7 separate regions of the Mus musculus genome follow, and regions 2, 3, 4, 5, 6 and 7 are each linked to region 1. Evidence: chromatin contacts called from public Hi-C, HiChIP or PLAC-seq and promoter capture Hi-C data. All regions are on one chromosome and are shown on one strand. The core of a region is the stretch at or near the end of the contact, and the rest is flanking DNA. Distances in the headings are between cores, read along the strand shown. Region 1 holds the start of Map1lc3b (microtubule-associated protein 1 light chain 3 beta). Region 2 holds the start of Meak7 (MTOR associated protein, eak-7 homolog). Region 3 holds the start of Cotl1 (coactosin-like 1 (Dictyostelium)). Region 4 holds the start of Fanca (Fanconi anemia, complementation group A). Region 5 holds the start of Usp10 (ubiquitin specific peptidase 10). Region 6 holds the start of Zdhhc7 (zinc finger, DHHC domain containing 7). Region 7 holds the start of A330074K22Rik (RIKEN cDNA A330074K22 gene).

The links. Promoter capture Hi-C pulls out the DNA fragments that hold promoters and counts their contacts. A called contact is a pair of places that touch in the nucleus more often than the background predicts. HiChIP or PLAC-seq counts read pairs in DNA pulled down with a chosen protein or histone mark. Capture Hi-C pulls out chosen DNA fragments and counts their contacts.
Region 2: a promoter capture Hi-C map of adipose tissue shows a contact between it and region 1, with 3 times the contacts expected there. The contact joins the promoter of Meak7 here to the promoter of Map1lc3b in region 1. A contact is called at or near these places in 1 of 39 promoter capture datasets (pre-B cells), 1 of 484 Hi-C or Micro-C datasets (CD8 T cells) and 1 of 9 other capture datasets (adipose tissue).
Region 3: an HNF4G HiChIP or PLAC-seq map of pancreatic cancer cells shows a contact between it and region 1. The contact joins the promoter of Cotl1 here to the promoter of Map1lc3b in region 1. A contact is called at or near these places in 1 of 39 promoter capture datasets (stem cell-derived epiblast-like cells) and 1 of 115 datasets of contacts at active chromatin or transcription factors (pancreatic cancer cells).
Region 4: a Hi-C map of B cells shows a contact between it and region 1, with 7 read pairs. The contact joins the promoter of Fanca here to the promoter of Map1lc3b in region 1. A contact is called at or near these places in 2 of 39 promoter capture datasets (embryonic stem cells and pre-B cells) and 1 of 484 Hi-C or Micro-C datasets (B cells).
Region 5: a contact with region 1 is called in a FOXA1 HiChIP or PLAC-seq map of pancreatic cancer cells. The contact joins the promoter of Usp10 here to the promoter of Map1lc3b in region 1. A contact is called at or near these places in 2 of 39 promoter capture datasets (liver and pre-B cells) and 1 of 115 datasets of contacts at active chromatin or transcription factors (pancreatic cancer cells).
Region 6: a promoter capture Hi-C map of pre-B cells shows a contact between it and region 1, with 3 times the contacts expected there. The contact joins the promoter of Zdhhc7 here to the promoter of Map1lc3b in region 1. A contact is called at or near these places in 3 of 39 promoter capture datasets (hippocampal neurons, liver and pre-B cells), 5 of 484 Hi-C or Micro-C datasets (CD4 T cells, CD8 T cells and regulatory T cells), 3 of 115 datasets of contacts at active chromatin or transcription factors (extraembryonic endoderm stem cells, large pre-B cells and pancreatic cancer cells) and 2 of 9 other capture datasets (adipose tissue and liver).
Region 7: a promoter capture Hi-C map of pre-B cells shows a contact between it and region 1, with 4 times the contacts expected there. The contact joins the promoter of A330074K22Rik here to the promoter of Map1lc3b in region 1. A contact is called at or near these places in 4 of 39 promoter capture datasets (hippocampal neurons, liver, pre-B cells and 1 more) and 2 of 115 datasets of contacts at active chromatin or transcription factors (embryonic stem cells and pancreatic cancer cells).

What each region holds. Positions count from the first base shown.
Region 1 is chr8:121,588,457-121,592,042 of GRCm38.p6, forward strand. It overlaps Map1lc3b (microtubule-associated protein 1 light chain 3 beta), which reads left to right and starts at 1,982. Exons shown (of 4, transcript NM_026160.5): 1 at 1,982-2,108. The coding sequence starts at 2,069.
Region 2 is chr8:119,776,753-119,780,338 of GRCm38.p6, forward strand. Meak7 (MTOR associated protein, eak-7 homolog) reads right to left here and starts at 1,664. Exons shown (of 8, transcript NM_028883.2): 1 at 1,608-1,664.
Region 3 is chr8:119,838,630-119,842,215 of GRCm38.p6, forward strand. Cotl1 (coactosin-like 1 (Dictyostelium)) reads right to left here and starts at 1,950. Exons shown (of 4, transcript NM_028071.3): 1 at 1,695-1,950; 2 at 1,513-1,595. The coding sequence starts at 1,771.
Region 4 is chr8:123,316,677-123,320,262 of GRCm38.p6, forward strand. It overlaps Fanca (Fanconi anemia, complementation group A), which reads right to left and starts at 1,900. Exons shown (of 43, transcript NM_016925.3): 1 at 1,799-1,900; 2 at 1,386-1,495. The coding sequence starts at 1,877.
Region 5 is chr8:119,908,546-119,912,131 of GRCm38.p6, forward strand. It overlaps Usp10 (ubiquitin specific peptidase 10), which reads left to right and starts at 1,815. Exons shown (of 14, transcript NM_009462.2): 1 at 1,815-2,394. The coding sequence starts at 2,374.
Region 6 is chr8:120,099,514-120,103,099 of GRCm38.p6, forward strand. It overlaps Zdhhc7 (zinc finger, DHHC domain containing 7), which reads right to left and starts at 1,959. Exons shown (of 8, transcript NM_133967.3): 1 at 1,579-1,959.
Region 7 is chr8:120,226,645-120,230,230 of GRCm38.p6, forward strand. A330074K22Rik (RIKEN cDNA A330074K22 gene) reads right to left here and starts at 1,586. Exons shown (of 3, transcript NR_110496.1): 1 at 1,281-1,586. It also overlaps a transcript of Gse1 not described here.

The sequences.
Region 1 (3,586 bases), core at 732-3,231:
TGCCTCTGCCTCCCGAGTGCTGGGATTAAAGTCGTGCACCACCACGCTCAGCTTTTTTAAAGGTTTTTACTTCAAGACTTCATGTGTATGAGTGTTTGCCTGTATGTTTACATATGTACCATGTGTGTGCCCTTGCCTGAGGAGACCAGAAGAGGATGTTAGATCCCCCAGAGTGGGAGTTACAGCTGAGCTGCCATGTGGGTCTGAGAACCAAATCCAGGTCCTCAACTAGAGCAGCCAGTGGTGGTTGGTTTTTTTGTTTTGTTTTTTTTTTTTTTTTTTTGGTTTTTCAAGACAGGGTTTCTCTGGCAGCCAGTGTTCTTAACCACCGGACCATCTCACCAGTCCCATGCGTGCCACCCTTCTTCTCCTTGTGAGACAGGTTCTCACAATGTAGGAATTTGTTGTGTAGAACAGGCTATTTCAGACTCACAGAAACCAGACTGCATCTCCCTTCTGGACACTGAGATAAAGGCCTAGGCACCGAGTCCCACTTGGCCTTGAACTTCTGATAAGCCTGCTTCAGTCTCCAGTGTGCTAGGATGACATGCCTTGGGACACCAGATCTGGCTTCCATTTTGACTTTTAGCCTGGTCTCTTGCACCTCAGACCAGAAGCTTCATACAAAACAACAAAGTTCGGGCAATTAACAATGCAAAGCAAGCAAACAAAGGAAAGTAACCAGCCCTCAGGATTTCACTCCATAATGTGTTTTCAGCTTTTCCCGGTCACAGAGATGTAGAAGATCCCTTGGACAAACAGCACTTGAAGAAGGTTATTTCCATTTAAAGGAGGAAGTCTGGGCTGTAGGGATAGTACAGTGTCAGGTGGTAGGTCTGCAGGGTCACAAGGCTGGCTCAGATGTGGCATCACTGGGGGTGGGATGGGGGTGAGGTGGCTGCTCCACACTCTAGACCTGTCTGTCACCTGCTCCTACAAACTGAAGATAGGAAGTAGCTTGAGGCCCAGAGAAAGTGCTAAACCGTGGCTGACTGACCATTGGCCTGGCCTGAGGAGACTGAAACCTGTCCTAGCCTGTAATCAGGCCCAGGCTCAGCAGGAGTCAAAGTGAGGACATGCCTGTGATAAAGCCACCCTGGGGTCACCTGAGGTAGAAGGATCTGTCTGAGAAGGGACAGCTGAGATAAAGCTCTTGGGACAGAACTGTGCTCTGTGGCTTTCCAAGGTGGATCCTGTCGGGATCAGGCCTCTGCTGCAGTTCCTGGACACAGTCTGATTGCTCACCAACCAAAAAAATCTAAAAAAACAAAAAACGTGATAGGTGGTAGTAAGGAAATGAGGGCACACATGGGCTAGCACCCTGGAAAGATAGGTGAGCCATGCCCCTCAAATTCCATGCTCAGCAAGCTCAGACACATAAAAGGGCTTTTATGGGAAGAGAGAGTGGACAGGTTGCACAGCAGGTGTTGTCATCGTCTTTCTTTTTGCTGGAACAAGTCATTGATCTTGCCCTCCAGTGACAAGTCTGTAGTCCCTAAGACCTTGCTTCTCTGCGACTTCGACTTAGGAGTAAATACTTGTGTTTATGGCAGCACAAGACTCGCAGGGGAAGAGCCACAAGATCAGATCCAACCATAAGTCTCCAGACGTCTCCATAATCGTAAAGATTTAGCAGGCAAGACCACAAGTCAGTTTTTTGTTATTTGGGTTGGGGGTGGGTAGAATTTAGGAATATCAAATACAGCGGCAAGGGAGCGGACATTGGACCACCAGCTGGATCATGCAAGGACTGAAGGGGAATGAAGTCTGCAGGACTCCATCGCACCAGCGCCCGACCCACGCAGACAGTTAACAGATGCTCGCCCAGCGTGTGCCCAGCGAGCGCCCAGCGTAGCTGGCGTAGGCGCAGGCGCATGGCTTGGGCGCGTGCACGCTTGCGCGCCGCCGAGCTTCCGCCACGCCTGTCATGGCCGCTCTCGGGGGCCGCCCTCGGCCCCACCCTCGGTGACGCGCCGCGAGTCACCTGACTCGGCTGCGGACTGAGACACACACAAGGGAAGTGATCGTCGCCGGAGTCAGATCGTCTGGCTCGGGACCCCCGCGCGCCATGCCGTCCGAGAAGACCTTCAAGCAGCGCCGGAGCTTTGGTGAGCCCCGCGGGCCCGGGGATGGGAGATCCGGGTGCCGGGAGCGCTGAATGCCCGGACGCCGGTGGTGTCTTGCGGGGCCGAGACCCGGCGGGGCCCGGAGCGACGCAGCCAGTGGGATATTGGTCTCGGGGGGGTTCGGTCTCCGGGGTAGCTCGGGTGCTCAGCGTCGCCTTGGCCGTCGGTCGCCGATGGGCTCGGCGTCCCCTGCGGGACTGGAGGCCCGACCCCGGTGGCGTAGGGTACCGCAGGCTCTGCGCGCTTGGCTGTGTCCTTCGTGGGCCCCAGGTCCGGGCGCCCCGCAAGCCTCGGAGCAGCACCCAGCCGCCTTTGCACCCGAAGTCGTCTTGGGCATATGTGTGTGTGTGGAGGGGGGGGTGGCCTTTGTCTCATAACGGAAACTTAACAGCTGTTTTGTTTTGTTTGCTTGTACTGATCTTAAGTTATTCTGGAACAGCCCTCAAGAAAGGAGTGTGGGTTGGGGAAAATGAGCCGTGCACAAACATTAGCTCTGACGCGGGTCCCCAGAGTGGCCGGGGGTAATCTCTCCGAAGCTCCATCTGGCTTGCGATTGTTTTTCTCTAGATTGCCTTCCCTCTCTCCCTAACCCAGCTATTCTGAAGAAAGCGCGGGCATCCGATTGCTGCGGCTTTCCTTTGCTTTTTGACTTTATTGGACCTAAACTGGTGGGCACTGACAGTTGAGAGGTTCCCCACACAGATGTTCAAAGCGGCCCCTTTGAGGAGGCCAGGACCGGTCTTGCTCCTTTCCAGTGAGTTTGGAGGGATTTAGGTTGGAGCTCTAGAGTTTCCACTATCCAGACTGCGGGAATGTTTACAAGGTGGATGGATTTAGGTAGGGCTCACCCCAAACCGACCCTTTGTAGCTGAAGCACCTGGGTGGGGCTTAGGGCGGTGAAGCTCAGGGTCCGCCTAGTGGCAGAGTCCCATTAGCTTTCTGTTATAAATTCTTACACTTCCAGTAAGCAGCGATCATCCCCAGTGCTGTAAGGAAGGAGACTGGCAGCCAGGAGGCCCGTGTAGGCTTGCAGATTCTTAGAAGGACGCGCCCAATTTCCCAAGTTTAGAACTGATCACGTGATTTCAGGCTTCTCAAGTGGTTCCACTGAGTTTTTCTGGGGTGATCCAGTGTTTGCTTCCCCACCCCCAAAACGGTCCTAAACTCCAGGTTACTGGGTGTGTATCCGCAGGAAAGCTTGTTTGCTCAGCCTAAATAAATAGCCCCGGGGAGAATTCCCATCCCTGTGAAGGCATTGCTGCTGCCAGGGGTGGTGATCCACGCCTTTAGTCCCAGCCTTGGAGATGATGCAGCGAGACCCTCCCTCTCAACTACACACCTAGGTGGCTTCAGTACAGGCTATTGGCCTCTGCACAGCTGTCTGCTTAAAAAGTGTCTCAGCTCTTGCAGGTTGCCTCCTAGTTCCCTGGCCCTACAGCCAGCCAGGGCTGGGCAGATCC
Region 2 (3,586 bases), core at 414-2,913, 1.8 Mb before region 1:
TGCCAGCTGCATACCCCACGGCCTGCTAGTACTAAGCCACAGCAGTGGAGGGGGCAGAGATTGATTGAGAAAGTAAATGCTAAACACCAAGCCTTGAATGGTAAACAAGCCAGGGGCAGTACAGGACAGGACCAGATGCCAGGACAGAGCCAGAGCTTGGCTGCTCTGTGAGGAAGGCAGGGGGAGGGGAAGGGCAGGTTTGGAGCCCACAGCTCAGGGAGGACTGGGGAGAGACCTTGAGAATATGGCTCTTCACCCTGTACCAGCCCAGCCGCTACAGCTGGAAGGCCGCCTGTCTCCACACAGCTGCAGCAAGAATGATTCTCGGGGGGGCCCATGCTCTCCCTTTAGGCTGCAAGCTCTGTCATGGGGCCAGCAATCTGTCAGCTTCCCGGAGAAAGGTCTTGCATGTGTCAGGGGCAGGTTCTGTCCTCCATGGGGACACCTTGGTCCATGGGGTAGCTTTCCCCTGGCAACTATGTCCACCTTTCTTAGGTGAAGACATCTTTCAGTGACTGTAAGGTCACTTGTAGCAGTGAGTATCAGCCTTGTGACCCAAAAGAGACACTTGCCAAGGATCAAAGCCATTTTTCTTATCAGAAAGCGGGGGTGGGGGGGTGGGGGGGATGTGGAGAGACCCTTTAAAGGTCACCCACAGCCCTGACCATTCTCCACACAGGGCCTATGAGCTCTACAGTCTCAATCCATACACAGGTGGCCATTCCAGACAGTTTTTGTATAACAATGGGCTTTCCCACCTGGGCACAATCAAGGGGAAGCCTTTGCCCGACCAGATCCAAGTCTCCTGAACCCACCAGTGAGCTTCCTTGAACATTCCAGTCTCCGCAACAGTCTATCCTCAACACTCTACTGCCCCTAATAGCTAAACACGTCCTTCCTCCTCCCCCCAACCAGGTGATCCATTTCGGGAGGGGGCCCTCTCCCCAACAGTGAAGTCCCATCACCAAGTCACTAACCCATGGTCTTAAAAGGAGTTTAGCTTGCCGTGCTTTAATAAGCTTGGGTGAATCGTTTAACATCGCCACCTGGTTCTGCTTTCCAGAAACCAAAGACAAACACAGATGGACCCTGGAGAATAAAAAGGGCTCCTTGTGTCACGAAGAATGTGGCGAGCCAGCTCTTTGCAGCCCCAAGCTCCTGGTGGCAGGCTGGAGTGTGCCTCGGACAATTTCCCATGGGGCCTCCAAGAGATCGTGACACACTGTCTGGTTCCTGGGGTCAACACCCCATCAGAACAGCCACACCAAGCCCATGTCCAAGTCCTGGAGCCTACTGGGTCTGCAGCTGGCAGCCCTCCATCTGTCCCAGCCCCCCTCAGGAGTGCAGGCCAGGGCACCTTCCTCGCCTCCCCCTAAATTGGTTTTGAGCTTGCCTCTGAAGGAACTCTATTGGGTTCGTCTCGGAAAACAAGGCAGGCCCACGGATCCCTTCAGAGCCCAGCTTCACCCCATCCCAGGCACTCTCTGCTTCTCTGACAGTAGCCTGAGACAGTAGCTTCCTTGGGGGCTGCTCAGGCCACCCCGAAGGTCTTCCTTCCTTCCTTGAGCTATGCCCAGCCTCGCCCGGGCTCCCTCCCTCCGGCTCACCAGCCTTGGTCTACAGGGACCGAGCTCCTTCCGGTACGTCCTGGGCAGCAAGGTTGCCCGGGTCGCCCAGCCCTTTCCCTAGCAACGGCGCTGACGGACGGTCATGAGCACCAATTGGAAAAGGGCTACTGAGAGGTGGAGCCCGAGTCAGATCTTAACCAATGGGATTGTAGTTCACGGGGAGTGGGCGGAGCCTGGGATCGAAGAACTGAGCCTGTAACAGCGGAACACTTGGGGATGGTTGACAGTTGCTCAGGTTCTGCAAAGGCTGAAGGAGAACTTGGGCTTTAGGAGGTGCTAGGAAGCTGCTGAAGGGCTGGAAGCGGATCAGGGGGTTTAAATGCAGGGAGCGGATAGAAGGGAGCAATGTGGGAGGCTGGGAACAGGGGCACTGTGAACAGAAGGCCTGAGCTGGGACTCGCCCCCCAGAACTAGGGTGGAAAATCTGACCTCCTTACCTCCTGAAGTCCATTGCGTTAGCCAATAGAGCACTTGACACACAGAAGCAGATGCCGGCCGGTCTTGTCCCCAGGAGTGGGATAGCTTGCTATCAGCCCTACCGGGCCTTTTCTGGTGTCGGAGACAGACACAACAGAGGTAGGTCCCAGAATTCTCAGCAGAGACGAACCCACTGTCGCTGCCTGCAAACCCCACCGTCCGAGTGGCACAGAGGAACTCCTCCCAACCCCCCAAAGTAACAGAAGCTGCTGTCTGAAATTGTAGCTGGAAAAATGACACCAGAGGCCGGAGAGGTGGCAGAGTCCTTAAGAACACTTGCTGCTCTAACAGAGGACACAGGTGAACCCACACTTCAGCTCAGGCCTGCTTGTAACTCCAGTTCCAGGGGATCCGACGCCCTCTTCTGGCCTCCAGAGACATTGCACACACGGTGCACATAAAGCAAAACACCACACATTATTATTAGTATTATTAGTATTATTATTTAATTATTGTGACACCAGCCCGGCTGAGTGTAGTGGCATACACCTGTAATCTCAGCACTTCAAGAGGCTTAGACAGGGGCATTGCTGCAAGTTTGTGGCCAGCCTGGTCTACACAGTGAGTTCCAGGCCAGCCTGGGATACAGAGAGTGGAAGTTTTGAAAAGGCGAGTAGAAGAGAGACAGCAAAAGAAAACGGGCAGCTAGCTCCCCCTAGTGGATTGAAGTCACATGTCCACCAGAAGCCATCTGCCTTTCGCTCAGCCAAGCTCCACCTAGCGTTTGTTCCCAACATTCCACGGCCATCTTAACACCAAGACACCTTGAATTGACTTGATCCCCCACCACCACCCTCCTATGAGCCCCTAGGAAAACGACCAGTCAGTGGGCAGAGCCTCGAGCTGAAGTTGGGCTACAAGGGCCATCATGGAGGAGTGAGGCTGAGGCAGCCAGGACAGCCTTTGAGTCCTCCAGGGCATCATGGGTCACCAGTCTGTGACATATGAAAATGTGTCAGGCTCCTTTCCTCCCCTTAGTGCCTACTCCTTCATTCAGTTCCCACCTGGCATGTATAAACTAAGGGGAGAGGGTAGGACGGAGGTGTGGCTGTGGATATATGCTGCAGGTTGGGCGAGTGACATGGAGAGGAGCTGAGGTTCAGGGGCTTCTAGCAAGAAACCAGTTAGGTTATAAAGATCCAATTGGATGTCTAGGGTTGAGAGTTCATCCAAGCATGCTACTTTCCCTGTCACGGCTCAACCACCTTTCCAGGCCTTTCATAATGGGAAGCCAGGGCCCTATGCTGAGTTAGGGTTCAGAGCGGTTAAGTGATTTTCCCAGGAACACACAGCTGGGACAGAGGCAGTCCTGGTGCCAAACTGAGGGCTCTTTCCATTGTAACATGACATGGTGGGTTGGCAGTCATTTCCAGAGAAGGGAATGCTCTGTGGGTTTGGATTTTTGGAGCTCGTAGCTACTGTCACATCATATGCCACAGCATGTATGTCAGAGGACAGCTCGTGGGAGTTGAATCTCTCCT
Region 3 (3,586 bases), core at 700-3,199, 1.7 Mb before region 1:
GGAGTGTGAACTTGTCTCAAATTAAAATGGCTTTCTTTTTAAGAAGGCTGAGATGTACCTCAGTGGTAGAGCATGTGGCCAGCCTATTCAATGCTCTGTGTTCCGTACCCAGTATTGGGGGCGGAGGGGGGGGGGAGAAGAAAGAAAAGAGGAAAGAAAAAAAAAAGAAGAAAGAAAGCAGTTAAGTCACATGACCCTGGCTTTTAAATTTTTTTTTGGTCTGCTTGTCACCAATGACTGACCAGCACTGTCCTGAACACTTACACACACTTGGGATCAGTCAATCTCACAGCAGCACTACAAGAGATCAGGTGAGGAACTGTGACCCCCACCCCTACCCCCAGGGACCTGGCCCCACCCCACTCAGCTGGAAAGCAGCCCAAGAGGGATTCTAACCCACAGCCATTCCCAGGAGTCCACACCCTAGCTCCTAGGTGGCCTGCTTTTGTTTGACATTAGGTTCCAAAGCTAAGGAGACACTAGGCCCCGGGGTCTCTTACTTCCAATCTCTTTAAAGGCTCTTTTTCCGGAAGGCACGGGGGATGCCCAGCCTAGGCTGGCCTCCAATTCTCCATCCCCCTGCCTCTGTTTCCAGAATATGCTGAGCTGCTCTGCACACCAGCTCCTTTAGAGATCTCTTTACCAATGGTGTTGAGCTGTTCTACGGGAGCTGTGGCCATTCAGGCCCTGTGTTCTTTCATGGTCCACATGTCCCAGGGAAGCTTAACACACACAAACCTTAGGGTTCCCTGGGATGCTTTTAGTAAGGTCACACATCTGCTTGATTCCTCCACACCAAACCATGGAGCAATCTCAGCTCTCCATGCCCCACCCCAGCCAGTGGCCATTCGCTCCAAAGGAAACTGGCCGCTGGGACCTCGCAAGTCAGCTTCTCTTTATCCAGGCCTGGTATAGCAACATCGGATACACATTCTTGGTGCGTGTTTCTGTACTCTTCAAATTAAAGGCTTGTACAGAAGCAGATAGGGACAAAGATGGAAGGGAGAAAGGAGGGTGGGGCCCTGGGTTCTGCCTTTAGCTTGCAGCCCCCAGGGGCTTCGGCGTTTATTGTTCACTGACCAATCAGAGAGGGTGGAGTTTGAACTGCCCCTTCTGACCTGGAAACCCAGTGGACCACAGGGTGCGGGAGCGGAAGAAGCCGACTGACACTACCGGGGGAGGAATCTCCTCGGGTCACTTGATGGTGATGTCCACAGGGGTTGGGGGCAGGGTGGGGGAGGGATACACTCGGGACTTTGGAAAGCTCAGATCAGAGCTTTGCATGGCTGTGCACACCCACCCTACCAGTACTAGACGCTTGGGGCAAGAGGATGGCCAGTTGGAGGTCACCCTGGATATATAGTGAGCCCCTATCTCCAAAAACACAAAGACAAAACCAAAACAAACAAACAAACAAAGCCCCAGCCCAGATCTGCTGCTGCTTGGACGCCCAGCAGCTCGCTGCCCAGGGTGCCCACCCTCTTTCAAAAGGTCTCATGAGGGTCGCCCTACCTGTGCACTGCTGGATGAAGTGCTGGTAATCTGCTCCCTGATCGCCGGGGACAATGGTGGCGCCGTCGTATCTGAAAGTCACCCTTTGGGTTGGAGGAAGAAAAGAAACATAGGTGAGCGGCGGCGGCGAGCGGCACGAAGCAGGTCACTACTGGCTTCCCCGGCCCCGCGGCGTTGCTCACCAGATGACCGCCGAGCCGTCGTCCCGCACTAAGTTGTACGCCGCGCGACACGCCTCCTTGTCGATCTTCGTGGCCATGGCCGCCGCGAGGACACTGCCGGAACCAGTGAACGCGTCCCTGATCCGCTACGAGAGTCGAGCGGGCTCCGAGAGTGGGCAGGGGAGGTGGCCGCTCGCAACAGCAAGCTAAGGTCCTCGGAGAGAGGCCCGCGGTTACTGCAGAGCCAGAGCGCGCGCGGGGACTCCACTCCCGTGAAAGCCACGCCCCTTCGCTCCCATTGGTCAGGCGAGGCGGGGGCGGGGCGTCTCGCACATCCGGCGGCCAATCCCAGTCTGTGCGGATTGCGCAACTCCGCGGAGGGCTGGAGGGGGGCCCTTCCTCCTCGTCTTCCCTTCCTCCGCCTTCTTCCCTCCCCACTCCGTGGGCCCCAGCCCCTCGCTTCTTCCACCACCTTCTGTGTTCTCCGATCTCGCTCTCCTTCCTCCTTCCCTCTCTCCTTCCCTCCATTCCTCTCCTTCCCTTACGCCGTTGTTCTCCTCTTCTTTCAGCCTCTACCTTGTTCGCCTTCTCATCTCTCCTATTTATCCCACCCCAAGCCCCTTTTCCCTCCTCCCTAAGGCCTCCTTCCTCCTTCTCCTCTGCATCTTCCCTCGAATCTTCTTATTCTCTCTTCCTCCCTCGTTCCCTCTACCAGTGAGCTGGGCTGCAGAGCTCTCCACCCCTCCCCCTCCTTCAGAAGAATAACTTAAGTCAGCACTCAGATGAGCCAGGCTGGCCAAGGCTGGCGCCCCTAACCCAGTGTTTGTTTGCTCTTTGGATTTGGAAAGGGAAGAAGTGGAAAGAAGGAAGCATTTCATTTGGAAAGAGAATCACTGTTGACTTTGTAGCCTGGCTATCTGCAGTCACGTGGGGTGCTGGGGCGGGATGGGGCGGCATCCTTAACCCCCTTACTGGGTCATTCATTCACTACTCCTCTACCATCTGTCCTACCGGCAGGTGAAAGGCTGGCCCTGGAGGCCCAGCTCTAGAACTGCTTGTAATTCTCAGCCCCGAGCCATAGGGCAAGCTCTGAAACCTTATCAAGAGGACTGCTCTCTCCCCGTGGTAAGACGAGCCTCAGGGAGCCTCAGCAGGTGCCTTCAGCCTTAACTGAAATGATGTACAGAAACCAGGGCGGGCATCAAAAGAGGTCACTGTTGGTTTGCTATTGACTAAAACGGATCATAGACAGAAACTGAAAAGATCTGGAACATGTATAAGGGATAGGAAAACCCTTAGGCCTGAAGGTGTGGCCCAAAGAGCCAGCATCTGTGAGGTCCCAGGTTCTCTCTCTCAGTACCTCACCTTAAAAAAAAAAAAGAAAAAGTCTTGACACAGTACCTCACCAGGCAGCTCAGAACTCAAGAGGTTAAAAAAGAAGGGTTATACATTGACAACCAGGCTGGGCTGCATACTGGTTTCCAGGCCTGCCTGGGCTACAAAATAAGACCCTGTCTCAGATTAGGAGAGATGGTTTATCCTCTGCTAGAGGACTTTAGATTCTTTCTCAGTACCCATGTCTGTAATTACAGCTCCAGGGGAATCTGATGTCCTCCTCTAACCTCTGTAGGCATCTGCACACGCACACACACACACACACACACACACACACACACATGCATACACACACACTACAATCTTTAATACACACATATAACCACACTCTTTTATACATGCACACATACACACACATGTGTACACATACACATGCATACACACACACCCCACATACATATATTCGAATAAATAAGAAGCATAGTGATAGACACCCATTATCCTAGTACTTGGGAGCTGTCTGCAAGAGAATCAAGAAATTCAGGGTCATCCTGAGATGCATAGATAACTGAAGCCAG
Region 4 (3,586 bases), core at 650-3,149, 1.7 Mb after region 1:
ATATATATGTGTGTGTGTGTGTATGTATATAGATAGATAGATATATACACATGAGTACATTTGTCACTGTATTCAGATATGCCAGAAGAGGGCACCAGATCCCATTTCAGATGGTTGTGAGCCACCATGTGGTTGCTGGGATTTGAACTCAGGACCTCCGGAAGAGCAATCAGTGCTGAGCAGCTGAGTGACCTCTAGCAATGACCTACCCTTCAGTGTCTTCCCTGTAAATGAGATTATCGGTAGCTCATGCCTTTCACTCTGGTTTGGAGAAACAAAGGAACTTACAAATATAAATCATACAGATCAGTGTGTGACAAACTGAAGTTCTGGTGTGCTGATGCTGCAATGGTTTAGTAAAACCAAGTCCAGAAGTAAACGGGATGCTACAATGCCAGCCCTATTGTTTAGGAGCATTTTAAACCATGTGAAAATGCCTGTGCTTAATTGTCATATTTAAAAGTGAGAATTAAATTGTCTGTATGCCATTCTGAACTGTGTTTCAAAATGACAACATGGAATTAGAGCAGCAAAGGCCTAATTGGTTCTCTTTGGTGGATTATGAAAGATTTCAATCACCCTCATGTTTCTATATATGCGTTTTCTGTCACAGTCTGTGTTTGCTGCAAAGAAACAATGTTTATCTTAATATTTAGAACAATTCCAGTGTCTGCAGTGAATGTTTCAGTCAAAGTGTCTCCAAGAGAGGGCTGTCCATCCAATTTGGGTGCAGCGCATGTCAACAAACGGTAAAGTCGGCTTCTGGGACAAAAAGCATCCCTTTGTCAGCAGTGAATTCCTCCACCCCACACCCACACAGGTTACAAACACTGCTCTCTTCCCCTGGGTGTTTCTCTGGAACACCGCTGAGCCATCTCTCCAGCCCCCAGAATTTCTATTGCTGTAATAAAAACACCATGACCAAAAGCAACTCGGGATGCTTCTTTCAGCTTACAACTTGTACTCCATCTTGCTGGGTGTGGTGGTGCACGCCTTTAATCCCAGCACTTGGGAGAGAGAGGCAGGCGGATCTCTGAGTTCGAGGCCAGCCTGGTCTACAGAGTGAGTTCCAGGACAGCCAGGATTACACAGAGAAAAACAAACAAACAAACAAAAACCAGATTGTACAGGAATCAACCCTCCAGCCCCTCGAGTACTTTTCCCAGAAGGAATTTATTAAAGCCTTTCATGAATTATTAAATGTACTACCCAACTACTTTCATCTCCAAAGACATAAAATATAAAATACACTCAGCTCTCCTCCCACCTGGTTTGCCGGCACCAGTTACTCGCCAAGTACTCAGGCTTAGAAGGACATTAAAAAGATTATGATCTGGCTTGGCTCCGAACATCCAACCTGCTCAGCCAGGACAACTTCCTCTTACCTCTAGCAAAAGGTCATGCATATTTTGATGGTATCTCAGGAGTTTCAGAGCAGAATCCTTTAATTTCTGTTCCCTTTCAGGATCATATTTTTGCTTTTTGACTCTGCCCGCTAAAGATATTTTAAAAAGAAAAAAAAATTGCTCAGAAAATTATAGTGCAACGTACACAGGGTGACACGCTGCGCGGAGGTCCAGAGAGAAGCTGTCCAAGTCTGGACAGTCACCTAGCGCTTGCAGCAAGCGGCAGGACCAGGAAGCCTGGGGCCCATGGCCCTAAGAGGACCAGCGCGGCCCAGGACGGCTGACTCGCGGGCAGGGCTGAGCCACGCTGGGATCTGAACCCGGACCCCGAAGAATGGAGGGACCGCACTGGCGCTGGTTGGGGGTCAGAAGGCAGAAATGGCAAGACCTACCCAGCAGCTCGGTCCAAGTTTTTCGGAGGCCCCGGGGCCCACCACCCATGGCAGCACCCCTAGCCGGCGAGCCCGGCATAGCGTCTGGAACACCGGCTCTGCAGCCCGCGCTGCCTTCCGATTGGCCGCGGCCAGGCGCTGGCGCTCATTGGCTAGGAGCATGCTTGACCACACCCCCGAGGGCGGACCCTTGCTCTGTGGCCCTCTTCCTCTTGGTTGTAGTACTTGTCCCGGAGTCTGGCTGCGTTCGGGTGGCAGAGAAGGCAGTATGGTGGCAGCCTTGGTGCAATACACCTGCGCCTGACAACTTAGAGGGAAAGTGGCGCAGAATTGCTAATGGCCCAGAGCTTGGCCTGGGGAGATCACGTGACAAACTGGACCCAGGTTTTCGGTAAAAAAAAAAAGCACTTTTACCTGCTTTGTTCAAAACTACACAGGATCGATCCGAGTACTCTGCTGTGCTTATTTGACTCTGAGGGAAAATTGACCAAAGGAGTTCTGGTGCTGGGGTGTGACTTTCAAGGGTTGAAATTAGAGTTGCTATCACTCCCCGCTAAGCGCTCAAAGTACTTAGGAAGGAAAAACAGCCACAAAAACGCTGTCATTCTTGTTTCTTCCTTTTTTAAATCCACCTTACGTGCGGGGCGGTGCTGTAATCTCAGCATTCCGAAGGCAGAGGCAGGTGGATCTCGGTGAGTTGGAGGCCAGCCTGATCTACCGAGCGAGTTCCAGGACAGCCAGGGCTACACAGAGAAACCCCGACTCTAACAAACAAACAAGCAAACTGAAGGAGGGCATTATGTGCACTGCAGCCACTGTCCTTGATTTTCAGCATTACCCCAGGTGTGTGCACACGCAGACACTAGTGGAAGACAGGACACTAGAGACAGGCTTGAACCGGCCATAGTAGCCAGGTTGTGATTAAAATTCACCCAGCCTGGAATCAGTCAGCAGCTGGAGGAGCCATTATCAGAGCCAGAGCAGAGCAGACAAAGATTGACCGAAGTTTCCCAGGAATCAGGCTTATCTGCCTCCATGACCTGGAGGTGCTACGGTCACACTGGGAGCCAAAAAGTCACTTTACCCATCAAAGAGAACACTTAAAGATATAAAACTGAAGAGAACCAATTTTTTTTTAATGTATTTCTACAAAATTTCATCACTATGGCCAGGACTCGTCCCAGTTCAGGATCAAATGTGTCTGGCAGCCCCACGTTGCCTCTAGCATCAGAAGTGCCCTCAGAGAGGAGCATCAGAGAGCTGCTCTGCCTATTAGAAGATGTGGCTCAAGGCTGGCTCAGTGGTTAAGAGCACCGACTGCTCTTCCGAAGGTCATGAGTTCAAATCCCACCAACCACATGGTGGCTCACAATCATCCATAACGAAATCTGATGCCCTCTCCTGGAGTGTCTTCAGACAGCTACAGTGTACTTACATATAATAAATAAGTAAATCTCAAAAAAAAATGGCTGTACTTCCATCATTGCCCACAAGGTGGACCCCCTCCAACACAAGCCCTCCCCACCCACACTGTTCCTCCCCTGCTACCCTGTTGTTGTTGTTGTTGTTGTTGTTGTTATTTTGAATGAGTAGGTTGGTGAACTCAGAGATACACTACCTCTACTGACTGAGAGCTGGGATTAAAGACACGTACCACCACTACCTGGCAAAAAAGGGCCATTTTCCTCCATATGAAAAAGGAAATCTAGCCGGGCGTGGTGGCCAGAGAAACCCTGTCTCGAAAAACCAAAAAAAAAGAAAGAAAGAAAAAGAAAAAGATAATCTGCT
Region 5 (3,586 bases), core at 565-3,064, 1.7 Mb before region 1:
CTTGTTCTGTAGACCAGGCTGGCCTCAAAGATATCCACCTGCCTCTATCGATGGAGTGCTAAAATTAAAGGTGTGTGCCACCGCACCTGGCCCAATATCCTGACCTGAACAACCAACTTGATAAAACCACCTGACTTGGTTTTATTTACCAAAGGAAATTATCATTTTCTGAAACAAAAAGTCTTGAGTCTTGATATCTGAGCCATTCTGGTCTGGATTTTTTTTTTCTTGAGACAGGGTTTCTCTGTGTAGCCCTGGCTGTCCTGGACCTCACTTTGTAGACCAGGCTGGCCTCGAACTCAGAAATCTGCCTGCCTCTGCCTCCCGAGTGCTGGGATTAAAGGCGTGCATAACCACGCCTGTCTCTGGTCTGGATTTTATCAGAGACCTGCCTGCCTCTGTTTCAGCCATCTGAGATTAAAGGTGTGTGCAATCAAGAGGGCCAAAAGAAAATTCTCAGGAGAAAGAAACCATTGAACCAACTCGTAGAGTTTTGCTTTGCTTTGCTTTGTTTGCTTTGTGGAGCCAGAGTTCGGAGTATGAAGCGTAGCCCTGTACTAGGGAAGTAGGGGCGGGAGATACAGGAGTTTCAGTTCATCCTTGGCTGCTAGAAAGTTTGAAGCCAATGTGCATGGGGCGCACGCCTTTAATCCCAGCCCTTGGGAGGCAGAGGCAGGCAGATTTCTGAGTTCGAGACCAGCCTAGTCTGCCAAGTGAGTTTCAGGACAGCTGGGGCTTTACAGGGAAACCCTGTCTTGAAAAACGAAAGAAAGAAAGAAAGAAAGAAAGAAAGAAAGAAAGAAAGAAAGAAAGAAAGAAAGAAAGGAAGGAAGGAAGGAAGGAAGGAAGGAAGGAAGGAAGGAAGGAAGGAAGGAAGAGAAAGAGAGAAAGTAAGTTTGAAGCCAGTGCGCATGGTGGTGCCCACCTTTAATCCCAGCATTTGGGAGGCAGAGGCAGGTGCATTTCTTAGTTTTAGGCCAGCCTGGTCTACAAAGTGAGTTCCAGGACAGCCAGGGCTACACAGAGAAACCCTGTCTTGAAAAACCAAAAAAAAAAAAAAAAAAAAAAGAAAAGAAAGTTTGAAGCCAATTTTTGCTACATGTGTAGCACAGCAAAGAAAAACAAAACCAAGACACCTGAGGGCAACTCTCTGGAGCAGCTGTGCCCACACTTGAACATTATCCTTTTCCTTCTTGTCTCTAGATCCTAAACTCAGTCCTACCCGTGTACCCTCTCTCACCTCTACTTAATAAACTTGCCAACTTTGCCCCACAGGGGCTTGTCATAAAATTCTTTCCTGGCCCGGCAGTGGTGTACACCTTTAATCCCTAATCCCTGCACGCTGGAAGCAGAGATAGGCAGATCTCAGAACTCAAGGCCGGCCTGGTCTACAGCTGGGAGTAGGAGGTTTAGTAAGGTTTTTTGTTTGTTTTTATTATTATTATTGCCTATATGGCTGAGTCAAGAACTTTCCCGTGTGTATACACTTGCGTGTGTGCAATAACTAACACCTACTGAGTCTCTACCCTTTGCAGAATGTGCTAAGTCATCAACATGACTATCCACCCCCCACCCCGAGACAGAGCTACCTTACGTAGCTGTGTGTGACCTGGAACTTGCTATGTAGACTGGTCTGCAATTCATAGATGATCGTCCTACCTCTGCAGTCTATATACTGAGCTCACAGGAGTACAATTCCTGGATTAACGAGTTCTTTCTAAAATTGTTTATTTTGCGTGTGCCCCTTTGTATGTCAGAAGACAGTCTGTAGTTGGTTTTCCCCTGGCGTCATGTGGATCCAGAGAATGGAACTCATTTGGTCCTCAAGGGTACAGGAGGCAGGGCTCCGTTACCCGCTGAGTCATCTCACTAGCTCCTTCAACGTTTACTTTTATGTTTTACAAAGAAAAAAAAAATCTTTTTTTCCCCAATGCCAGGTAAAACAAGCTAGTGAAGAGAATGAAGAGTGAAGGAATGAATGAATGAACGAACGGTCAGAAGAGCGCGCTCCATAGGGTAAGGGATCCTTGGAGATCTCCAGCGGAGATCCCAGGGCGGAGCTCAGGCGGACCCAGCGCAGTAACCACTCCGGAACTCCACCTTGCAGCCCCAGGGTGCCTGGCCAGCTCCATCCTCACGCCCTCGCCTGGAGCAGCCGCCCTCGGCGCGCTGGGGACAGAAGGGTCGCCGGCCCGGGGCGCACGCCCACCTGTCGCGCGCAGGCGCAGAACGCCGCCTGGCTCTCCCGCGGCGCAGTCAGTGCGCAGGCGCGGCGGCCGCTGCGAGTGTGTCTGTGCGGCGAGAAGATGGCGGCGACGGGAGACGCGGCGTGAGAAGCCGGAGCAGCACCGAACCTCATTGAGACGGGCCGCCATGGCCCTCCACAACCCACAGGTAGCGCGGGCCGTGTCTGGGCTGGGAGGTCTGGGCCACGGGACGGCCTCGGGGCGACGATCGCGAGGTGCGCGGCGGGCGAGCGGTGGGGGAGGCGCCGGCACGCTGCCGGCCTAGGCCCGCGCCGCGCCCCTCAGTGCCGCGCTTCCCCGGCTTCGGAGGCCGCCCGAATCTCCCCGAGAGCGCCCGAGCCGCCCCGAGAGTGTCCGAGCCGCCCCGAGAACGCCCGAGGCCGCAGGGAAGGCCTCCGCGTGCCCGGCCCGCAGCCGCCGAGTCCCGGGCGACGCTCTGGCCCAGCGCCGCCGGGGACCTGGCCCCTGGCCTCGGGAATTCTATTGCAAAGAAAACCGGGAAGCGCCGGGGCGGCATACTCCGGTTTGCCCGAGACTGACACCTTTTGCACGGTGTCCGAGCCCGGGCTGGGTCGGGGCCCGGCAGGCCGGATTGCCTGCTGTGTTTTCTGTGCCCGGAGCTGCTCCTGCAGCCCCTCTCCTAAGATGCACTTAGGACGAGTGAGAAGTCAGCACGTGGTGCCGCTTCTCCGGGCTGCGACTCTCGGGAAACTAAGAAGTAAAATTGCCTTTTTGAGGATGGTAGGTGGATGTATGTACAAGGCAGGTGAGGTCGGTCTGGTGAGGCCACCTTTGAAGAACGATCGTCTTTTTATTTGATCTTTCTCTTGGTCCACGATCGCCTCTAACTTAAGTTTTTTTTTTTCCCTATCTCAGCCTGGTGCGTTGCAGGCAAGAGCCACCATGTGCTTTTGAAAGGTTTTAGTAACTGTTGCAATATGGGATTTAAACCTCGAAACTGTTTTTAATAAAAGGTTAGATCCTAGGAGAAACTTCCGTTCTCTTAAGTATGTGGTGTTTCATAGATCAAATCTGAACTTTGCCTGTTTGACCTTTCCCCTCATCTGTAAATGCTTTTGTATTTGGTGTGCTTTTTTTTTTTTCAATAGGCAGACGATTCGTATTTGTTGAATAATATTTTGACAAGTGGTTTTTTTTTTTTTTTAAGTTTTAGACAGGTCTTCATTATGCAGCTGTGGTTGGCTTGCGATTAAGGCAACTGCCTACCTCTGTCACCAGAGGCCCTGGCGATTCGGAATATTCACCACCACCACATCTGGTTCTATTTAGGCATTTTTATTTTATTTTATTTTATGTGAATGAATGCTTTGCTTGCATAT
Region 6 (3,586 bases), core at 709-3,208, 1.5 Mb before region 1:
ACTTCCAATGCACCCAAGAGGTCCCTTTTGTAGGGACTGACTTCGTCTCCTTTCCGCAGGTGAAGAAAGAGCAATCATACTGTCTTATATCACTGACACTCAAGTGAGAAAGTAATAATTTCAATGAGAGTACACAATCTTGCCTGTCCTTTCACTTCACATACACTTCTGAACTGAGGACCACCCCATTAGCTTGGGTCCTTTCCCATCTTGTTTTGCTTTGCTTGGGGTAGGTCCGAACTTTCAATCCTCTCACCTCTACCTCTTGGATGCTGGGGCTATACCTGCCTTCTCTTCCATTCTTAAAAAGGGCTTGATTTTAAGGCATGATGAGCAGCAAAGCCACAGAGTTCTAATTTGTTTGTTTGTTGTTGTTGTTTTGAGACATGGTTTCTCTGTGTTGCCCTCACTGTCCTGGAACTCACTCTGTAGAACAGGCTGGCCTTGAACTCAGAAATCCTCCTGTCTCTGCCTCCCAAATGCTGGGATTAAAGGTGTGCACCCATTACATCCAGCTTAGAGTTTTATTTTTAAGTATATCAACCGACCAAGCGCCCAGACACTCAAGAGTCAAGTGCTGTTGAACAAATTCTGAGTGAAATTATCTCTTCACTTTTTCCCACTCTCAGCCCAGAAGCCAGTAACTCCTTACCAGTAACTCCACAGAGTACACAACACAGTTTCAACACCCCCAACCTGTCTATTTTGTGCAACGTTCAAAAAATGAAATTAACACTCCCATTAGCCCATTTTGTAAAATACCTCCAAGAACCTTTCTCTTTAACCACTTCTGCAGGGGCAAGTATCACAAGGTATCTTTTTTTGTTGTTGTTTCTAAATGTAGCATGAATTAAGTGAAAGTTATAAACAACTTTGGAAAGATCAGAGTGGTGTGCTGGGCAGATTTACCAAGAAATATAAATGACCTCTCTCCCAAGGCAGTAAAATAAACACAAGTGTACTCCCTCACTAAGGGGACTGATTGCAAAGCAGACTGTAGCTTGGATTTGGACAGCGCCACACACACCAGTGAAAGCCGCTACAGTGCAGACTGCTGCAACTATGACTACTCCAATTTAATTGCCACAATAAACTGGCTGTTCACGAGCTAATAAAATGTGCCTATTTAATAGCTAGAAGGGACTTAGTTCTAGAAATAATGACAGCTCAATAGAGTTGAACCTTATTGCCCTGAAAGCTGACCCGATTATCCCAGATGCCCTTCCGGGTAACTACCCTCCTAACACCATGGCCAGGGGCAGGGGGGAAGAGAAGGGAGACCGGCAAAGAACAGAAGAGTCCCGCTAAAGAGAGACAACAGAGGCCTTGGGAAGACAGACCTGCGACGAAGCATGACCATAAAAAAACTTGACAGCTCGCAGACCGGTGACAGCACTTTATGACAGCCACCCTGACGTTAGCTCTGGAGCGCCCAAGGTCAGGCAAAAGGCTGCAGGTGCAAATGGGGCTCGATCCTGCGGGGTCCGCAGAGGAGACTGGAGAGCCCCCGAGGGGACCGCAGCGCGGAGGCGGCGGGGAGCCGCCCGGGGTCGCGGCCGCCGCTCTCCCCGCACTCACCCGAGGCCCGGGCGGGGTCGCCCAGTGCTGAGGCTCCTGGTGGCCGGCGGCTGCAACGGCGCGGGCGGCGACGCATCATGCGGCAGCGCTCATGGCCGGGCCGGGTGGACCCGGATCCGGCTCGGTTCCGCGCTGCTCGGGCCGGCCGGGCCGGTGGGCGAGAGGCAGCAGCCCCAGCAGAAGCGGGAGCCCGACGCCGAACTGGCACAGCCGAGCCGAACGACCCCGGAACTGGACCAGGCCGAGGTCAAGACGCTGCGCCTGCGTCCTTCCGGTCGCGCCGCCCGGGGCTTCCGGGAGGCGGATCGCGGGGAGGCTCTGGCGATTTCATCCAAGACCGGGCTTCCAAGAACTCGGCGGTTCTTGGAGGAGAGGCAGCAGCATCTACGGCAAGACTACTAAACGGAGATCCCCCGGGAAGGGTGGCCCGGAAGAGAAATCAGTGCCTACGGGGCGCCGCGAGGGCCACGCCGCGTTGCCGTTCGAGAGCACTCGATAAGGCTTCCCGCCGCACCATACATAGATGAAGTTTGTGGCGACTCCGATTCTCTTTTTAAGGATGTCGGTGCCAGGTGGAGGAGGGAGAACTACGGAGATGAAGGATAGAGGCGCGGGGGTGGAAGCAACTGAGCCAGAGGGCGTTTGGGAGCCCGAGGCAGCGCCCTGGACCGGAGATGGGACTCCTGGGTCCAGGCTTGCACACCTCCATGCCCAGGTCGCTGGAGCGTCGCTGCGACCCCTTCCTGATGACCGGCCAGAGTTTTGCGGAGGTAGAAACGAGTGTTTTTATAACCTTCACCCGTCCCCTGCCTCTTGAGTCCCCTGACAGACTTAGCACAATTTGTCCAGGGCAGAGAAGTGTTTGGTAGTTAAACTGGCAAACGCAAGGTGTGCTGTGATACTAAAAAGGGCTATAATGACAGCTCCGGGATCTAGCCCATTGGGGTACGCACGCCATCTTCGCTGGGTTTCCTGTCCCCGCGCCCAGAAACTGCTATTCGAGCCAGATTTTTGGAAATAAGGGTGCATTAGATTAACTGCTCCAAAATTACAGCTTTTAAGTTTAGGCATGGAAGTGCACGCCTAAGTCCCAGCACTCAGGAGGCTGAGGCAGGAGGATTCGGAGTTCGAGACCACTCTAGACTATATAGTAATGCCATCTTGAAAAAAAAAAAAGCATCTTTTGGGTTTGAAAAATTATGGTTACATCTTTTTAATCTTATTTAATTCTTTCTTTAATTCTTATGTCTGTGGGTGTTCTGCCCGCATATATATATCTGTGTACCACGTGCATGCTCGAGGAGGGCATTTAGATACCCTGGAACTGGCGTAAGCAGTTTTGAGTTGGCTTATGGGTGCTAAGAAACCAAACCTAGGTTTTCTGGAAGGACCACCTCTAAGCAGACTCGCAGGCTCTGTAGCCCCTTTTGTGGTTACGTCTTGTGCATCCATATACTCACTATGGTACCAACCTTTCAGGTGCCTCTTGTTTGGCCTGCCCTAGGTAGCTATTTCCTCAGGATGGAAAGCGGGGCTCAGGACACCCATAAGACCCGGGAGGTCTTGTGGATCATGTAAGGAGTACACTGTTGCTGGTTAGAGGAGACTTTCTGGAGCCTTGCAGGCTGTGTCATGAGCATGTTTTCCCATGCTAGGGTGGACTTCTCAGTGTTGGCAATGCCTCAGTTACCCATACACCTCTAAATAGCCATGCACTTGTAGGTAACCCCGATGAGCTTAGCAGTTCACTGAGGCGGACCTGAATGGAATTGAGGCAGAATAGAAAGACAGGGACTTCAAGGACCCTGGGAACAGAAAAAAGCCCTCACCCTGACCTTTCTTGCTCGCTGAGAGTTAAGAAACCAGCAAGATTGATAAAGGCAGTATTGCCTCCAGAGACAGTGTGTTTTCCTCAAGACAACACAAACAGGATGTTAAAAACAGGAAATAAATTGTGCACACTCACGGTCAGATTGTTTGTGCGGATCTAGCTTAGCTAAATAATAAA
Region 7 (3,586 bases), core at 336-2,835, 1.4 Mb before region 1:
ATGAACAGACATGGAGGGAAAACGGCAGCCCCAGCTGAGATCCTAAGGCTGAGAGAGACTTAAGGGCTCTGAAGATGGGCAGCTGGGCCAGGCTGAGGGAGACCTGGGTGAGCTTAGGTAGGAACAGCTTTCCCAGGCTCCTTCCTATGGAGTGAGACACCCAGGCCCTTCCTGAGTAAGAACAGACAGGGTCCTTTCATCAGCCTCTCCTCTAACAAGGTATGAACCACGCCAGCAGCCAGGGGATGCCTCCCCGCCCTGGTCTGCGAGACAATTTGCTGAGCCAGCACTTTTTTGGGCCAGGGAAGGGACAGAGTCCCATCCTCTGCCATGTTGACACCCCACCCCAGTTGATTCTGGAGCTCTGGAATGTTAGGGATTCCCAAGAGGCCCTTCCTCCTGCTCATTTGGAGGGGGGGGGGAGCAGCCTTATTTACATGTCAGCTCACCAAGTGGTGGCAGTGGTGGTGGTGGGGCTCCTGCCTTTGGGGTTCAGGCACCATCTCCAGCTGGCAGGGTAGACAGCTGGAAGCTTCTGGAAAGTAACTGCTCACAGTTTTGAAGCTTTGAGGGCTCCTTTTACAGATGGGAGACGATTGCTTAGTGACCCAGCCTGAGCCAAAGGGCACCATCTGTGTGTGTGTGTGTCATACATGTGTGTGCCTGTGTGCCTAGGAGGCGCCAAGGACAGTCTCCAGCAGCTTCTGGGTGACAGGGGCCAGATGTCTGCCTGGGGAGGCCACATACTCCTAGCAGAACCCTGCTGCCTGGGTCTGAATCCTGCCTGGCCTCTTGAGTCATAAAATGAGGGGCATCCCACACTTGCTTCTTGTGGGGAAGTAACTAAGAGGCATGTAACAGCTCTGAACTTGGCCTGCAAAGGGTTTGTCTCTGCATTAAATAACTACAATGTATCTGCATACAATACACTAAGTCCTGGATATCTGTGGTCTCAGCAGGAACACTTTAACAAGAAGGAAAAGGGCACAGAGAGGTTGAGTCCTTAGTCCCAGGACACACAGTACCCTTCTTACCTCTACCCCTAGGGTGATCTGGTGGGCCCTGTCCAGTCAGAGGGAGGGGGAGAGGGGAGATAGGCTGGGAGGACTTTGTCTCCAGGGTGATGCAGGAGACAACTCCTCTTTCCTCTGTCTTCAAAACTAGGGCACTGGGCTTAGAAAGGTGACCCCCAACCCTGGGCTGCTGAAGGGCCAGGACCTCCCCAGATCTTGGAGGGGGGTTACCCTTCCCAAGCCTCCCTAGACACCCATCGTCCTCACCTGGCACTAGCGCGTCCGGCTTGACCTTTTCTTAAAGATCAGCGGCAGCGGCTGATGGGTTTCGTGGGTCCCAAAGGAGACCCTTCAGACAGCCCGAGCCACGGGCTGCAGAGCCCCTAATTGGAGCAATGAATCACCGCGGGCTCCTGCTGGACACAGAATAGACAGAGGAGCTGGGGCCTATTGTGCCATAGTTTGGGACACAGGGGGGTGAGGGGGTAGGAGAGGGTGGGGAGAGAGGAGGAGGGGGTGGAGGAGGGGGTTGGGGAAGAGAAGAGGTCAGGGGAGGAGGAATCGAGAGGAGAGGATGAGTCAGAGGAGGAGGGGCGGAGAGAGGTAAGAAGAGGAGGAGGATTAGAAGGAGGAGGAGGAGGTAGGGGAGGAGAGGAGGGAGAGGAGGATTAGGAGAAGGAGGAGTCCGAGTCAGGGGAGGAGGAGCCTGGGAAGAGGCGGGCAGCAGGGCGGCGCGAGGGAAGGCTTCTCCGCCTCCGCCTCCCTCCCGCGCCCTCCGCCCCGCGCCGCCCCGCCTCCCTCCTCCCCAATTAAATGACCCGACGCTCGGGCCGGCGCCGGAGCTCGCACATGCGGCCGCCGCAGCCGCCCGGGGCCCGTCGCCACCGTCGCCACCGCCGCGTTCCGGGCGCGCTCTCCGGCGCCGCCTGGGCCCGCGCCGCCACCCGCCGGGACTCGGCAGCCCCGGGCACCGCCGCGGAGACCCTCGGTGCGCCCCGGGCCGCGTGCGCGCCGCCGCGCGCCAAACTTTGCGAGTTGGGCGCGGGGCCTCGGTGCGCGCGGCCCGAGCAGCGGCAGCCGCGGGGCGCGCGGAGGCGGACGCGGCGGCCGGGCCATGAGCGGCCGGGCGGCGCCGCTCTCCCGTAAGCAGCGGCTCATGGCAGCGGCGGGCGCGGCCCTGTCGTGCTTCATCTGCGGCGGCGGCATCGCGCGCGGCAAGGAGCTGAAGCTGCCGGTGAGGCCGGCGGGCCCCGCGCAGCCCTTCTTCCCGTTCCTGCAGCAGCAGGAGCCGGCGCCCGGCGCGCGCGGGCTGAGCGCGACCGATGGCTGCGTGCTGGTGTGCGCCGTGTGCCGCTGCTTCCTGGCCGAGCAGTGGGCCGCCTTCGAGCGCGCGCGCACGCCCGTGGACAAGCGCGTGTACTGGCTCAAGAGGCCGCATCAGTGCGACGCGAGCGCGGCTGGCCGGCGCGGGGCCCGCGAGTGGAACACCGAGGACGCGCGCGACTCGGAGCTGTCGGAGCTGTCGGACGCCGACGCGCTGCCCGAACCGGAGCCCGAGCCCGAGCCCGAGCCCGAGCCGGAGCCGGAGCCTGAGCCCGAGGATGCGCACGACTCCAGCAAGTCCGGAGCCCGGCGCCGGCGCACGGGGCCAGGGGCGCACTGGGCTCCGGAGCCGCGAGCCAGCGTGCTGAGGGGCATCCAGGAACCCTGGCCCGGCCCCGCTGCGCCCGACGGCACGGACGGCGCCGCCTCCAGCCGGCCCGCGGCGCCCCCAGAGCGCAGTAGCACCCCCGAGGGCAACGACGTCGCCGGGAGCCTCGGGGACGAAGGGCTGGAGCGGCCTCCCCGGATACCCGCGGACAGCCAGGCCCGCTGTTGCTACGTCTGTGGCTCGGCGCTGTCACCGGCCTCGCAGCAGCAGATCCACGTGCAGAAGCAGGAGACTCCCGCCCAGGCGCCCTTCTTCCCCTTCCTGTGGCTACATAGCCCCCCGCCCGGCGCCCAGCCCATCACTGAGGCGGGCAGCACCCTCGTGTGTCCCTGCTGCTTCTCGTCCCTCACACACCAGTGGCAGAGCTTTGAGCTAGCCAACGTGCCGGTCTTGCAGCGGCTCTACGTGGTGCCCCTGAACAGCCACGCCCCCGGCATGGCCTCCAAGGCCCGGAGACTCCCTAGGGAAGAGGTTCCCGCCCCCACCGCGGGGCTACTGCGGGAAGCCTGCTACCTCTGTGGGGAGGACTGTACACGGGATGCCCGGGCTGTGCCCTCCCGCCTTGTCAACGGCAACTCTGGGGGCTCCATGCACTTCCCCTTCCTTAGCCTCCTGCCCTGCCCACCCAACGCTCGGCCCCCCAACAAGCGCTGCGAGGTTCGCAGCTGCCCCAAGTGCTTCAGCGTCTTGGAGGACGTCTGGGCCCTGTACCGGGCATCGCACAACCGTGAGCTCATCAGCTCTGTGCAAGGCTTCCTGGGCAGGTACCACCAAGCCTTCTCTGCCTCGGACCCTACCCTGAGCGAACTGCCCGCTTCTGCGCAGGGAGGCCCGCCTGCGGTCTGCTACATCTGCGGGGCTG